Regions from separate parts of the Mus musculus genome. Here regions 1 and 2 are each linked to region 3. A link is a contact called in public promoter capture Hi-C data. All regions are on one chromosome and are shown on one strand. The core of a region is the stretch at or near the end of the contact, and the rest is flanking DNA. Distances in the headings are between cores, read along the strand shown. Region 1 overlaps Gm30438 (a long non-coding RNA gene). Region 2 overlaps Ppp2r2a (protein phosphatase 2, regulatory subunit B, alpha). Region 3 holds the start of Dock5 (dedicator of cytokinesis 5).

The links. Promoter capture Hi-C pulls out the DNA fragments that hold promoters and counts their contacts.
Region 1: a promoter capture Hi-C map of liver shows a contact between it and region 3, with 2.9 times the contacts expected there. The contact joins the enhancer-like site here to the promoter of Dock5 in region 3. A contact is called at or near these places in 5 of 39 promoter capture datasets (the 3T3-L1 cell line, the C10 cell line, cranial neural crest and 2 more), 1 of 15 datasets of contacts at CTCF or cohesin (large pre-B cells), 2 of 484 Hi-C or Micro-C datasets (embryonic fibroblasts and embryonic stem cells), 2 of 115 datasets of contacts at active chromatin or transcription factors (forebrain and pancreatic cancer cells) and 1 of 9 other capture datasets (adipose tissue).
Region 2: a contact with region 3 is called in a promoter capture Hi-C map of liver, with 2.8 times the contacts expected there. The contact joins the enhancer-like site here to the promoter of Dock5 in region 3. A contact is called at or near these places in 6 of 39 promoter capture datasets (the 3T3-L1 cell line, cranial neural crest, liver and 3 more), 1 of 484 Hi-C or Micro-C datasets (cranial neural crest), 3 of 115 datasets of contacts at active chromatin or transcription factors (embryonic limb bud, forebrain and pancreatic cancer cells) and 1 of 9 other capture datasets (liver).

Annotation. Positions count from the first base shown.
Region 1 is chr14:67,185,550-67,189,559 of GRCm38.p6, forward strand. Gm30438 (a long non-coding RNA gene) reads left to right here. Exons shown (of 8, transcript XR_874742.2): 8 at 3,249-3,663. Among named protein-coding and RNA genes, the nearest start is that of Gm30806, 14 kb to the right of the region's middle. Within about 2 kb of position 2,587, at least 261 of the 459 cell types and tissues checked have an H3K27ac peak or open chromatin away from gene starts, as enhancers often do. A contact at or near this core is called in adipose tissue, embryonic fibroblasts, embryonic stem cells and 4 more, where this site is marked.
Region 2 is chr14:67,067,383-67,071,745 of GRCm38.p6, forward strand. Ppp2r2a (protein phosphatase 2, regulatory subunit B, alpha) reads right to left here. Exons shown (of 10, transcript NM_028032.3): 2 at 2,853-2,927. Among named protein-coding and RNA genes, the nearest start is that of Ppp2r2a, 2.9 kb to the right of the region's middle. Within about 2 kb of position 1,564, at least 7 of the 459 cell types and tissues checked have an H3K27ac peak or open chromatin away from gene starts, as enhancers often do. A contact at or near this core is called in liver, where this site is marked.
Region 3 is chr14:67,932,040-67,936,309 of GRCm38.p6, forward strand. Dock5 (dedicator of cytokinesis 5) reads right to left here and starts at 1,533. Exons shown (of 52, transcript NM_177780.3): 1 at 1,253-1,533. The coding sequence starts at 1,295.

The sequences.
Region 1 (4,010 bases), core at 1,337-3,836, 750 kb before region 3:
CAGCTGCATCATACTCACATACATAAAATCAATAATTCTTTTTAAAAAAGCCAACAAAATAAAAGAAATCAAGCAAGGCTGCAAAGAGACACACAACATCAGGAGATTCCCAGCCTCCTAGGTACAGATATTTTCTTTGGTATAATTTCCTAAGTGATCCAGTATAACAATTATTCCCATTTAGTTCTTACATTGAATTAGATCTTATTAGTCACTTAGACATGATTTATTAATAAAACATGCGGAAGAATATGTGTAGGTGATAGTTACTCTTATTTATTTTTTTAAATATAAAGGCTAGAGAGGGGATATATCTTGTCACTTATGAGCACTTCCTGTAGAGATTCAAGTTGTCAGGACCCTTGTTGGTAGCTCACAGCCACCTGTAACTCCAGTGCCCTCTCTGCTCTGCACAGGCACATACACTGCATATTACAAACACAGAGACAGGCTCAACCATCTGTAACTCCAGTGCCCTCTTCTGGTCCGCACGGGCACCTACACTACATAAGACACATACACAGTCATGCACATTTACATAAACAAAAAGACACCGTTAAAAAGAAATTTTAAAACAGGAAGGGAAGTGGACTTGACTATCTACAGTTTGGTATCTTTGGGGATCATGGATTCAGCTATCAAGGAACAACTATGCAGCAGACCCCGTTTTAAATGCCTCACAAGGGTTTAGTTCACAACTTCTTTGTCACCTTTGACCTCTTTCCTAAATGAGACTTTTAAATGCATGAACAGTAATAGAATTACGGAAGGAAGCCATACAGAAGAGGCGGTTTAAGCATGAGTCACACTGGTCACATATTTACTTTGTTATCAGCACGTTAAATTACCAGATGTCATAGCCCGTGTAGTGCACACTATATTTAAAGTAATGGTTGCGCGCCTACCAGTTAGGACATCTGCAGCAGCTGTAAGTGCTTCTGAAGCATCATCAGAGGACTGCTAAGACTGTTGGGGTTGAACTACTTCTATTTCTGCCTAGATACATAAAGGAAGATGCTGTGGTCGAGCAGGGCATGCAGAGATGAAGATACCACTTCAAGTTCACATAGTTCCTTTTCGTTACTAACGGCTTGCTCCTAAGCTCCCCACTCTCTATTCCTTCCCTCACAGAAACCCCTCTCACACGCAGACATTGGGCACAAAACAGACAAGAAAGAGGTTGGGAGGATGGAAGAGAGAGGAGTTGCCTGGATTGCTTTATGTCAACTTATAGAAGCTTAAGGTATCTGAGAGGAAGGAACCTCGATTGAGAAAATGCCTCCATACAATCAGGCTGTGCCCAAGACTGGAAGACATTTTCATAATTAGAGTTTCATAGGGGAGGGCCTGGACCCTTGTGGGTGGTGCCACCTCTCAGCTGGAGCTCCTGAGTGCTAGAAAAAAGCAAGCTGAGCAAGCCATGAGGAGCAAGCCAGCAAGCAGCACTCCTCCATGACCTCTGCATCAGCTCCTGCCCCCAGGTTCCTGCCCTGTTTGATTTTCTACTCTGACTTCCTTCCATGAACAGTGCAGGAGAAGTGCAAGCCAGGTAAACTCTTTCCTCCCCACATTGTTTTTGGTTGTGGTGTTTGATCGCAGCAATGATAACCCTAACTAGGACAAGAACAATCTGTTGTTCTTGTCCTCACCGGTTTTGGGTTTCATGCAAACAGTAACATTCCATGTACCTGACAGTGGATGGTGGCTGTTTTTAGACTCCCACATCCAGACTCATGGTGTCTGCCCAGACACAGCAGCACCGCTGGGCACTGTCCTCTTGGCTGCCACAAAAAGGTATCAAAGGTTTGGCGGTTTAAAATAGCTGAAGTGTGGGGCTGTGGAGATGGCTCAGTGGATAAAGCGATTGCCTATAACCTCATCACTGGTGGGAGGCAGAGACAGAGAATCCCCGGAGCAAGCTGAGTGGCCAGACTAGCTGAAGCACTGAGCTCCAGGGTCAGTTGCAGTATGTGGACCTGGGTTTGGATGCTAGCACACATATGGCAATTCACAACCTTCTAATTCCAGTTCCAGGGATCCGACACCCTTTTCTGGCCTGTGCAGGCACTGCATGCATGTCAACCACATGCAGGCAGGCAAAGCACTCATACCCAGGACCAGCTAGCTGTCTTACCTTCCTGCTGCTGTGCCTTCCCCACCGTGCTTGACACATCCCGGCTCCCCCGCCCCCCTTTAAACTGTGAACCAAATTAGGTTGCCTTTGTAAGGGATTTGCTGAGAGTGGTTCTGCTGCATTCCAGGCAGGTGACTTGAGCCTCCTATTTCCTTATCTGTAAAATGGGCATAACAAGGGCACCTGCCTGGCCAGGTGTGGCCTGGATCGAGTGAGATGCTGTAAAAGCGTGTGTGGGTGGATGGGTGGTGGTGAAGATGATGTTGATGATGTTGGTGGTGTAGTTGCCCTGGTTATTAGTCCAGAGGACTCACCATTGCATTGATTACAGTACAGAAAGGGCTCAGCTTGCAAGGACTAACCAGACTTGGCTCTTGCAGGCCAGAATCTAGTATATGGCACGGAGATGCCTGGCAGCTGCCAGGAGTCCAGAAAGTAGAGTTCTGCAACTGCTGGGAGGGATGGTTGAACGGTTCACCAAACAACACTGGCATCAGGTAGCCTTTTGCCCCCACCTCCAAAGAGGTAGAAAAGGTGACAATAGAGGTTTTCCATTCCGTTTTTTGTGCCTGCGATGTGCGCACAGAGCCTCAGGAGGTAAACAATCCACCTCCACCAGCTTATCTACCAACTACGTTTTTTTCCAACAGTGCCAGCTTTAGAATCACAACTGCAACCAGGACCCTCTAGCATCCTGTGGAAGTCACTACCTCCCAAGCCCTTAAACCTTTGAAATGGCTTGTTTAAACGCGTCGACATCCTTCGGGTGCCTGCCTCCAGGAAGGAGGGAGAAGGCTGTGCAGTGATTGGCTAGGAAGTGGGCGGAGCCACTGCGTGACTGCTTGTGTTCCACCTCCTGTAGAAGTCCTGGCTGTCCGCAGGGAGGAGGAGGGGACTAGGGCAGCTCCACTGGGCGTGTTGCCTAGGGACACTTAGAAGATTGCAAGAGATTTTAATTTCTTGCTTAAGAGTCAGGGTCAGAGTCCCGTCTTATCTTAGTGGTTTCTGTCTGAACCTTCCAATGCCATCGCCCTACCTGTAATAGGTCGATAAAGTTAAATGGGAAAAAAAAAGAATTAGCTAATTATTTAATAAATGAAGCTGTTGCTTGCAGGTCACAGTCGACGATCCTGCTGTGTCATCCGTGGAGGGCTGAGTCAGCCCTGCCTCAAACCTGAACCCAGTGGACCGGGATCTGTACGAGGCTCTCTAGCTCCACCGTCTGGCAGGGGAGCGCAATGAGCTTTGCGACCGTGAAACCGAGACACTGTTAAGGATAAAAACAGGACTAAACCTCACCGAGTAGTTCATGTGTCCCTTTCCCTTTAACTCTCTATCCTCCAGCTAGATCCGTTTACCGGAGATCTGGGTTTCTGCTGATTGCTTTACAGAGCCCTCTGCCCCCGTGCTCCCCCAGGACTTCAGGCACGCCCTTGGCCAGAACCCAGGCGCCGCCTAGGCTCTCTCTTCACTTCCTGCCTCCTAACTCTCAAGAGGGGCGGAGCTGCTTTCTAGAAGGCAATTTGAACCTGGGCTTTTTTTTTTTTTTTTTTTTTTTTTTTTTTTTTGGTCATCACAATAAAGGGGAGCCTTACTGGCATTTAGTGGCGCTGACCCGCCATGCTGGACATCTAGTAGGATAGTTCATATTGTCTTAGGAGGTTTTTCAGATATCCTGCTGGACATTTGTGTAGGTGAATGCCATGCATTAACTCTCAGAGCTAGGACCAGGTCTATTCCATTTATAAACATAAAGGACTTTCTGTAAGACCCTCCTTTCTCTCTCCCACCGTCCTTTACTTCATTTCTTGCTACCATTCCCACCCCGTTCTTATTTTCTGCGACAGACTCTTGCTTTGTATAGTCCAGAGCTAGG
Region 2 (4,363 bases), core at 314-2,813, 860 kb before region 3:
CCTAGCAACAGGAACACTGACACTCAAGATATCCAATGCCTACTGTATGCCAGGTGTTGTTCTAGGCCAAGCAGTTTACATATGACATTTTCGGAGAAACAAAGATCTTTGTCACTAGGCTTAAAGTGTAACAGTGGAGACTCAAGGTACTAAATATACTTATTTAACAAAGTAATGTAAAATAGATTTTAAAAATGATTTCCACAGGAGGTAATTAGAAGGTTATAGTGTGACTGAGGGTGAGTGGGATTCTGACTAAGGAACAATTGTAGGAGGATGTCTGACATATCAATGGGATTAACAGACTGGGGATGTAGCTAAGTGGTGTAGCATCTGCCTAGCATGCACAAGGCTAGGGTTCAATCCCAAGAATAGCAAAAACATTCCAAAGTAGAATGCATAGTGTTTGCTTGTACAGTATCAGTTTAGTAGCCCCTTAATAGCTTAAGAGGAACATACTAAAGAAATGTCATAGTTTGCCTGCTGAAATCTAGTTTCTAATCCAGTGGATCCAATGATCCACTGAAAATTTCCAAGAAAGAAGACAAACCAGGATTGTATTTAAAATTAGAAGTACAACACAGGAAGAAAGTGGTCCCTATTTAAGAAGTTAATGCAGCTGGGCATGGTAGCCACCACACCTTTAATCCCAGCACTGTGGAGGCAGAAGCAGGTAGATCTGAGTTCAAAGCCAGCCTGGTCCCAGGACAGCCAGAACTACAGAGAAACCATCTCCAAAACAAGGTTCCAAGGCAGGTATAGAAGATAAACGCATTACACAAATAAATCAGCATGTCCTGGCTGCTGCTGGCTACAAGGGCACGATCAGACATCATAAGCTACTAATAGCAAAAATAAAAAAAATCAGAATGCATCATTAACAAAAAGCAGGCAGTCTAAGGGTGGAGCTAGCAACCATTTAAAGATTGTAATCCCTACCTATGGGCCATGTACAATAATCATATTCTGCATTAGAAAAGCAAAACTTCCCCTTAATAAACATAGCAGACAGAAGTATACCAAGTAGTTTCTGAGACTGCAAATCAAAGCAGTGTAACTTGAAAACAATGCTGCGCATGTACTTGTGAAGACACAGCACTAACAAGTTATGTTCTTTCTGAAGCGCGCACTCCAAGTAGGAGCACACTGTCACTACATATACCCTAGGAAGTTATTTAATCAATAGGGAGCAAAGTGAAGCTAGTAAGAACTGACATACAAGGAAGAATTAAAACTGATCCATCACATATATTCTGTATATGTGTGAAGTAGCACAAACTATCACTTGTTTTGGTTAAGTAATTGATATTCAGTTTAGAAAATCTATTTCTTCTGATTGAGTGAAGTCTTCTTTCTCCCCATGATTAACAAGAAGTAAACAGAGTTTCTTAAGGGTAGACAGCTTATGTTCTAGACACCACACACCCGTTCTCAACATTCAGGAGACCTTTGTTTGATAAGGGAATAAACAGTGCAACCAAGAAATGTTTTCCAAGTAGAGAGCACTTTCATAACATGCCAAGTATTACACAACCGCACAGAACCGAGGATCCAATACCTGAGTGCCTACTACTCAACAGGTAATGGAGTTACAAAATCAGGAATTCGAGACTCCTCCCTCCAACACAGGATTTATTTCCACAGAAAAGCAGCACCGATTGACCATCACTGAGTCACTCTAAACCCTTTAATTCTTTCCAAGTTTCCAGTCTCTCATGTGAGAAAGGAATAAGGACCACCAGAAAACAAAGGTAACAGAGGCTGGAAGCACAAGTGTGCCAATGACTTTCTACAGGACTCACCACACCACGCACACACTGGAGACAAATGTCACCACACAAGCATCTCCTAGTCAACAGTCTTTGGCCTACCACCACCTGAAAAGAAATCCTCAGCACAGCACTCTATGGCAGCAGAGGAGAACCACAAGGAAAGGTTCCACACCTAAAGAAAGGGGTACACATTTTCAGACAACCAGAAATACATACTCTTCTTTGACTTCTATTTAGAAAAATCCCACTAACTTTATTGGGGAGGCAGAGGCAGGCGGATGGATCTCCGAATTCAAGAACAACCTAGTCTACATAGCAAATTCAAAGCCAGCTAGGGACAGACAGGCAGACAGACACAGACAGACAGACAGACACACACACATCCTCTCCCTCTCAAATACACACACATACACACACAGAGTCCACAAACTATATTAAATATTTCTGAGCAAAGAATCCCTTTTGAGATTATTTGTCTCTATCACAAAAGATCACCTCAGACTGCACGCAAGACCTTGACATTTCAAAACTTTAGATACGTTCTGAAATAAATTAGCAAGTTTCTATCTCAAAAAAAGTCCCCACAGTAATTTGTTCTATCTTATCTGTCTTAACCACACGCACAAATCCCTGCAGCACAGTAAAGTGAATCATGTGGACCAGCAGCCATGTCGACCAGTGCCACATCCCAAAGCAGTGGAGTTCAAAAGAACCAGAGCCCCCCACAGAGTAAGAGGTGCTGCTGGGAGCGGTTCTGAGCTAAGAGCTGCTGGCCTCTGTTTCTCTGTTTTATCGAAAAATAACACATAAACATGAAGACCAGTCATTTATATGTAGAATGTATGTAACAAAGACACCTTAGTCACACAAACCTTAGAGCACTGACTGCTGGACATCTACTTCATTAACTCAATGAAAAAAAAAAAGATAAGCAAGACATAAGAAGATATACAGACTTTTCAGAAAGGTGATTTTTTTTAAAGCTATCATCCCACCTCTCAGAAAGCAAACACAAAACACTGAGTTCCTTCAGCACCCAGGACTTTTAAGTCGATAGTCGTCACTGTTAAAATGTCTTACCTTCTGCTACGTCATCATCTACTGCTCCTTTCACCTGAGAAAAACACCACTGAATATCATTCCCTCCTCCAGCTCCTGGAAGAAGAAAACATAGCAATTAAAACTGAGCTCTGTTCTGTTTACGCTTATAAACACAGAGATGGTTCCCGAGGCTGGCATCATAACTCCCTATGTAACTACCACTGAGCCCACAGATTTGGAACCAAATTGGCCTCCAATAGTTGGTAGTGTATTAAAAACAAGTCTGCAGGTACGAAATATCCAAAGACATACAGCCTACCAGTAATTATCATCATACAGATATTTAAAACCTCACTTCCACTTTTCCCTCTCCTTAAAGACAGTCAGAACCTTTCAAGTTAAAACCTACCAGGAAAAAACAAAAACAAAAACAAAACCAACCAAAGCACCAAAGTTAGTTTTCCTTTAAATGTACAAAAGGCCTACAAAAGAGTTATAAGGCTAAACTACCATGAAATATAGAACGAAGAGAAAACTTCGGGAACATTACTGCCTGAGAGGATGATTCATGTGGACTAAGCAAACACAACACCCATTTCTTTGCATTCGTTAGGAGCAAATCACTGGTTGCAGACAGAGGAAAAGGGGCGGAAATGCACGCCTGGGAAGAGATGGTCAAAGGAGGCTGCTCCTGCCACATTCACCTACTGCATCCAAAGGACCCAGAAAAAAGCAACCTTATTCGTTGCTCATCTCCTACAATACAGTTCCAATTATCATTTCATTGTTCAGCAAGGTCAAAGGGCAGCCTGTTTATATAGCAAACTGTAAACCAGTCCAGCATAACTTCTTTAAAGGTTCTATTATCTATGCAAATATTGAAAAGAAAGGAAAATTGGTTTAATCTCCGACACTCACTGCTCAGCACTGAAGAGGAAATGGGGGGATGGGGGCACCCCGGGATTTCTGGAAAAGAAACTCAATCTCAATCCAGAATTACTCTATGAGAGGAAGGGCTTCAAGACTAAATTGTACAAAGATAACCGACTCTCAAACGACATTAAACCTCGCTTTTCCTTTACCCATTCCTTGCTAAATTATTCTCAATCAGGCTTTCTCCCCCCGCACCCCCCCCGTCCCCCCTCAGCAAGGTTTTATAAAATCCCTCTCCCTTTGGCTATTTATATCGGCGAACTCCACAACTATTTTAACTCCAAGAAACCCTTCTGGGAAAAGGACATCTGCCCAAACGCTACCGTGCAAAATGCAAAGTTTAAATTACCTTTCTCTCCCACCCAGCCCCCACCCCAATCCTTGCAACTTCTATTAAAGGCTTAGCATTCGTGAGTGGCAAAAAAATAAGACACGGGAAGGGAGCAAAATCGAAAACGAAATTCAGGCTTACACCCTCAAAACCTGACCTACCCCATTAATGTTTGTGTGGTGCTGGGGGTTGGGGGGGGGGTGACCGTGAGTTGGGGGGGTGGGGGTATGCCTCCATTGTATTTTAACTTGCAAAGCTGTCTTCCTTCTTATCGGTCCAGAATACA
Region 3 (4,270 bases), core at 283-2,782:
AGTATTTCACTTACACAATGACCAGCTACTTACTAGCAGGTATCTAGTCAAGTTACTTATCAAGGCTAAGTCAAGACCTACTGATCTGGGACTGAAGAAATGTCACCTTTCCATGTAACCCACAGCCATGTGGAGGAGCAAAAATTCTAAAAGTAAAGACAAATTAAAAAAAAAAAGGTTGAGAATTATGCATATATATATGTGTGTGTGTGTGTGTGTATATATACATATTTGCAAATGTACATATGCAGGCTTTCAATCTGCATCACATTATAATATACTAAAGACTGAAGGCGGTGTCTGAGTCCCGGTTACATAGGCACATAGGACTTCATGTCTGTCACGGCAGACTGATAATTTCAGGCAGTGTTCCTGTGGGTCCAGGACTTGAAGGAAAAGAGGTGCGCTGACAGGAGTGAAGTAAGGGGTTGCATTTCAAACGCGCCAAGTGAGTGGACCTGAGAGAAAGTGATAAAATTCCCACACAACACACTTGTTTATTCCAGAGGCTCCATTTAAAGTCTAATTCTCCTGGCAATCGTCCGGCTAAAGGTGAGTGCTTCCTCCCTGACCTGGCTCAATGAAAAGTGAAAGTGGAAAGTTTTTCCACCTGGGTCCAACCCCTCAACGCCAAGGTTTCAGATCCAAACCTAGAGGCCAGAGTTCAGCAATGACGGAGCGCTAGGGTACTGCGAACACAAACGCCACCCGCTTGCGCGGAACCTACCCTCTTCCTGCCCCTGGGGGGAAGCTGTGTCACACCTCTCCAACCACGCCAGTAGGTCAGATGGGTGTCCTCACAAACAGCCCCAGGACCCCCTTGCCCTCCTTCCCACGCCTCACACTTCCTGCCTCTTCCATCACCTCTACTGGCAACTTCGGCTTCCCATTTTGTCTTTGACTGCGATCCGGACTGCAGTCCCAGGGAGGGAGGGAGAGAGGGAAAGGGACTCTGGAGCTTCCAAGTGGGATCTGGGGAAGGGCACTCGCAAAGCGCACCGTCCCACGTGCGGCCCTCGCTGGCCACCAACGGCAGTGGGGACCTGGCGCGTTCCCACAGTGTGCGCCACTAGAGTTGGGGTTCGGATAGGGGAGGATCAGAGTCCCCAAGCCTAAAAGCACTTTTACACCAGAGCGGGCTAGACTCCCGGGGTGCAGCAGCGGGACCGAGTGGCCGAGTGTGCGCGAGCTCCGCGGGGCCAAAGTGGACTCCCGGGCGCTCGGGCGAGGGTGGGGCGGGGCAAGCACTCACCAACCCCATACTTCTGCCTCTTGGTAGGGATCCAACGGGCCATGGCGACGACCTCGCCCCGCGGCGCTAGCGGCTACAGACACTCGTGCTCGGAGCGCTGCTGCGCCGGCCGGACTCCTCCGCCATGTTCCGGCAAAACTTGGACGACTTTGGCGCGCCGGCCGCGTCTACGCCGTCCCGCCTCGCTCGCGCCCGGGGCCCCGCACGCACGCCCGCTCGCCCGCGGTCACCTGCTGGGACCGGCGGCCGTGCAGCCCCGCGCGCCCTCCCCGGCGCCGCCCGGGCTCCTCCCGCTGGCCGCGCCCTCTGCGCCCCGGGGCCGCCCGCCTCCCCCGCCGGCTCCGCCTCGCCCGGCTGGAGCCGCAGCCCGGAGCCGCCCGCCCGGTCCTCCCAGCGTCGGCTCTGCGATTGCCCAGCGCTCCCGGGCTGCTGCGCCGCCGAGCGCGGAGGAGGAGCTGGTGAGAGTCACCGGTCGCCTCCGGACGCTCAGTAAATATTTGTTGAATGAATGAGCCGTGAGCTCCCGCCTTCGCCTCCGGGAGCGTCTGCTGCAGCCCCGAGAGAGCCGGAAGCCGAGCTTCAAGGTCCGCAGAGAACTGGTGCAAGGGACACGGGCGCTTCAGAAGTAGACGTATCCAATCTAGAAGACCCTCCGTTAGGACACTGTTGACAAAGCGCTAATCCGGAAACCCCAAACTCAGGGATTTATTTCTCCTCAGTTGCAGCAACACAAACTTTCACACTAAGGGAAGAAGTTCGCTCCAAAAGGTTCCCCTTTCCAACTGACCCCCTGCCCAGAAGGCATCCTTGTGGGGAGGACCCCAGAACATCTACCACCACCACCACCACCCCACCCCCCAACTCCCACCACTGTCCTTTTTCAGCCTGGGACTGAGGACTCCAAAAGGCAGTTGTGCGTTAAACTACACAGGGGTGCGCTTGGCGCCCTCTGCCGGCGGGGAGACGCGCTTCCATCTTGGAGAGACCTCCAGAATGAAAAAGCTACTTAGTAGTAAGGACACCTCACACTTAGAAGTAAAATTTCAGACTAACCAGCCAACCAGTTAGCTTCGCCATCTGAAAAATACCTCTTGCGGGAAATTGTGTTGTTCTTGGAGTCTGTGGAGGCTTTCTTGCCGGTTTGGAACCTGACAAGAACAGAACATGTAATTAAAACACACAGTAATAGACAGTAATGCTTGATTAGAGATGAGTGAACTCTGATGACTTTTTGCAAACCATGCCTGAATATATATATATATATATTAGTCTTGGTTTTCCTCCTGAGAAAGTAAGTTCTGAACTTAAAGTCCTGGTTGAAAGAAACAATAGGTACTTATGACCGTGCTTCAGCCATCTTTCTTAAAGTGGTTCAGTCGCATCTCTTTTTTTTTAATGCCAGTTTTTATTCTTGATAGTTGAGATCTTAAAGTTGAGTATGATTACATAATGTGTCATTTATCTCCTTTGTGATTTAAAGTTACATGTTCATTGTATACTTAATACTGAATATTTAGAAAAATAAAATCACCAAAAATTCTAAGCAATAGGGAAGCAATCAACCAAACTACAAACTGAGCTACTGTACTAAGCAGTTCTCAAAAGAAGAAATTAAAAATGGCTAAGGAAACACTCTAAAAAAAGAAAGAAAAAAGTTCCAATAGGAATCTATTTATAATACACAGCAAGACATATTTCCATCAGTGTAGACCTGACATCCACAAAGATTTCCACCATCTCCCCAAAAATAACTTCTTCTAGGTCAATGATGTTGTGATCGACTTAACCACCCAAGCTAGATAATTTCTCTTCCTTCCGCCCTAAGTGACCTACTATGTGTTGGGCACTGTTCCTGGAATGGAGGTTCAGTAGTGAGGTAAATGAGACCCCTACCTTCACACAGCTGTTGGAAGAAGTTAAGACTTGAAATTAATGCATGCCAAAGGAGGCTAGGCCTGCAAAGAGAAACCCTAGCCAGGAACATGGGGAGTGTGGGTGCCAGAGATTTACACAGAAACATCTGGAAAGACATCTGAGATAAGGGGAGACTGAAAGGCAGAACTACAGGAAGTGAGGATGACCCCATGATAAAAGGGGGAGTGTTCTGGACCACATGGACAGCAAACACAAAGGCCACCAAGCAGGTCTAACAGGCTCCAAACTGGCATAGAATCCTGGACAGCGAGTGATCTGAGCGAAACAGGAAACTTGGCTCAAGAGGCACCGGCGAAGGAGGGCCATGACCCGGACGAGGACTTCCTGTGTTGTTACAGATTCTAAAGGTTCTCGGGCTTGTGTCGGTGGGGATACCAGACACTGTCCAACTGTGTCTGCTGTGGTGTGAACCGACTGACTCTAAAGGGCTAACTAAGGATGCCAGTTAATGGAGAACGCCAGGGATGGTAGGCTGCTGTGAAAGGGGCTGGAGTTCTAGACATAAACTGAAGGGGGCGCCAACAGGAAGACAGTGCGAGCAGAGAGGGATTCTCTATGAAGCTTACTGGCCTCTCTGATTTACCAGTCAAAGATGCACATAGGCTCTACAAATTTTGATTTTGTAGTGTGAGGGATAAAGTAAAGAATGACCCGGGGCTTGAACGACTGGTGATCACAGCTGTCATTTCTGTTTGTTGTTGATCTTCCATGATAGCATCCTTGTGCATATCCTCTGCTTTGGATCAAAGTTTACCTTTGAGTATTTCCTAGGACTTACTCCCCCCCCCCTCAGCTATTACTCCCCTTGGACCTTTAGTAGCTGTCAACCTTGGTCTGGAGCTTAGGTCTGGGCTGCCCTGGGGCAGGAGCTGCCCTGAGTTGCCTCAGTTGCCTGTGTGCAGGGAAGTGATGATCTTTGTTCTTTAAGCAGGCTTTTATCTTCCTTCCTTCCTTCCTTCCTTCCTTCCTTCCTTCCTTCCTTCCTCCCTCCCTCCCTCCCTCTCTCCCTCCCTCTCTCCCTCCCTCCTTTCTTTCTCCCTTCCTTCCTTCCTTCCTTCCTTCCTTCCTTCCTTCCTTCCTTCC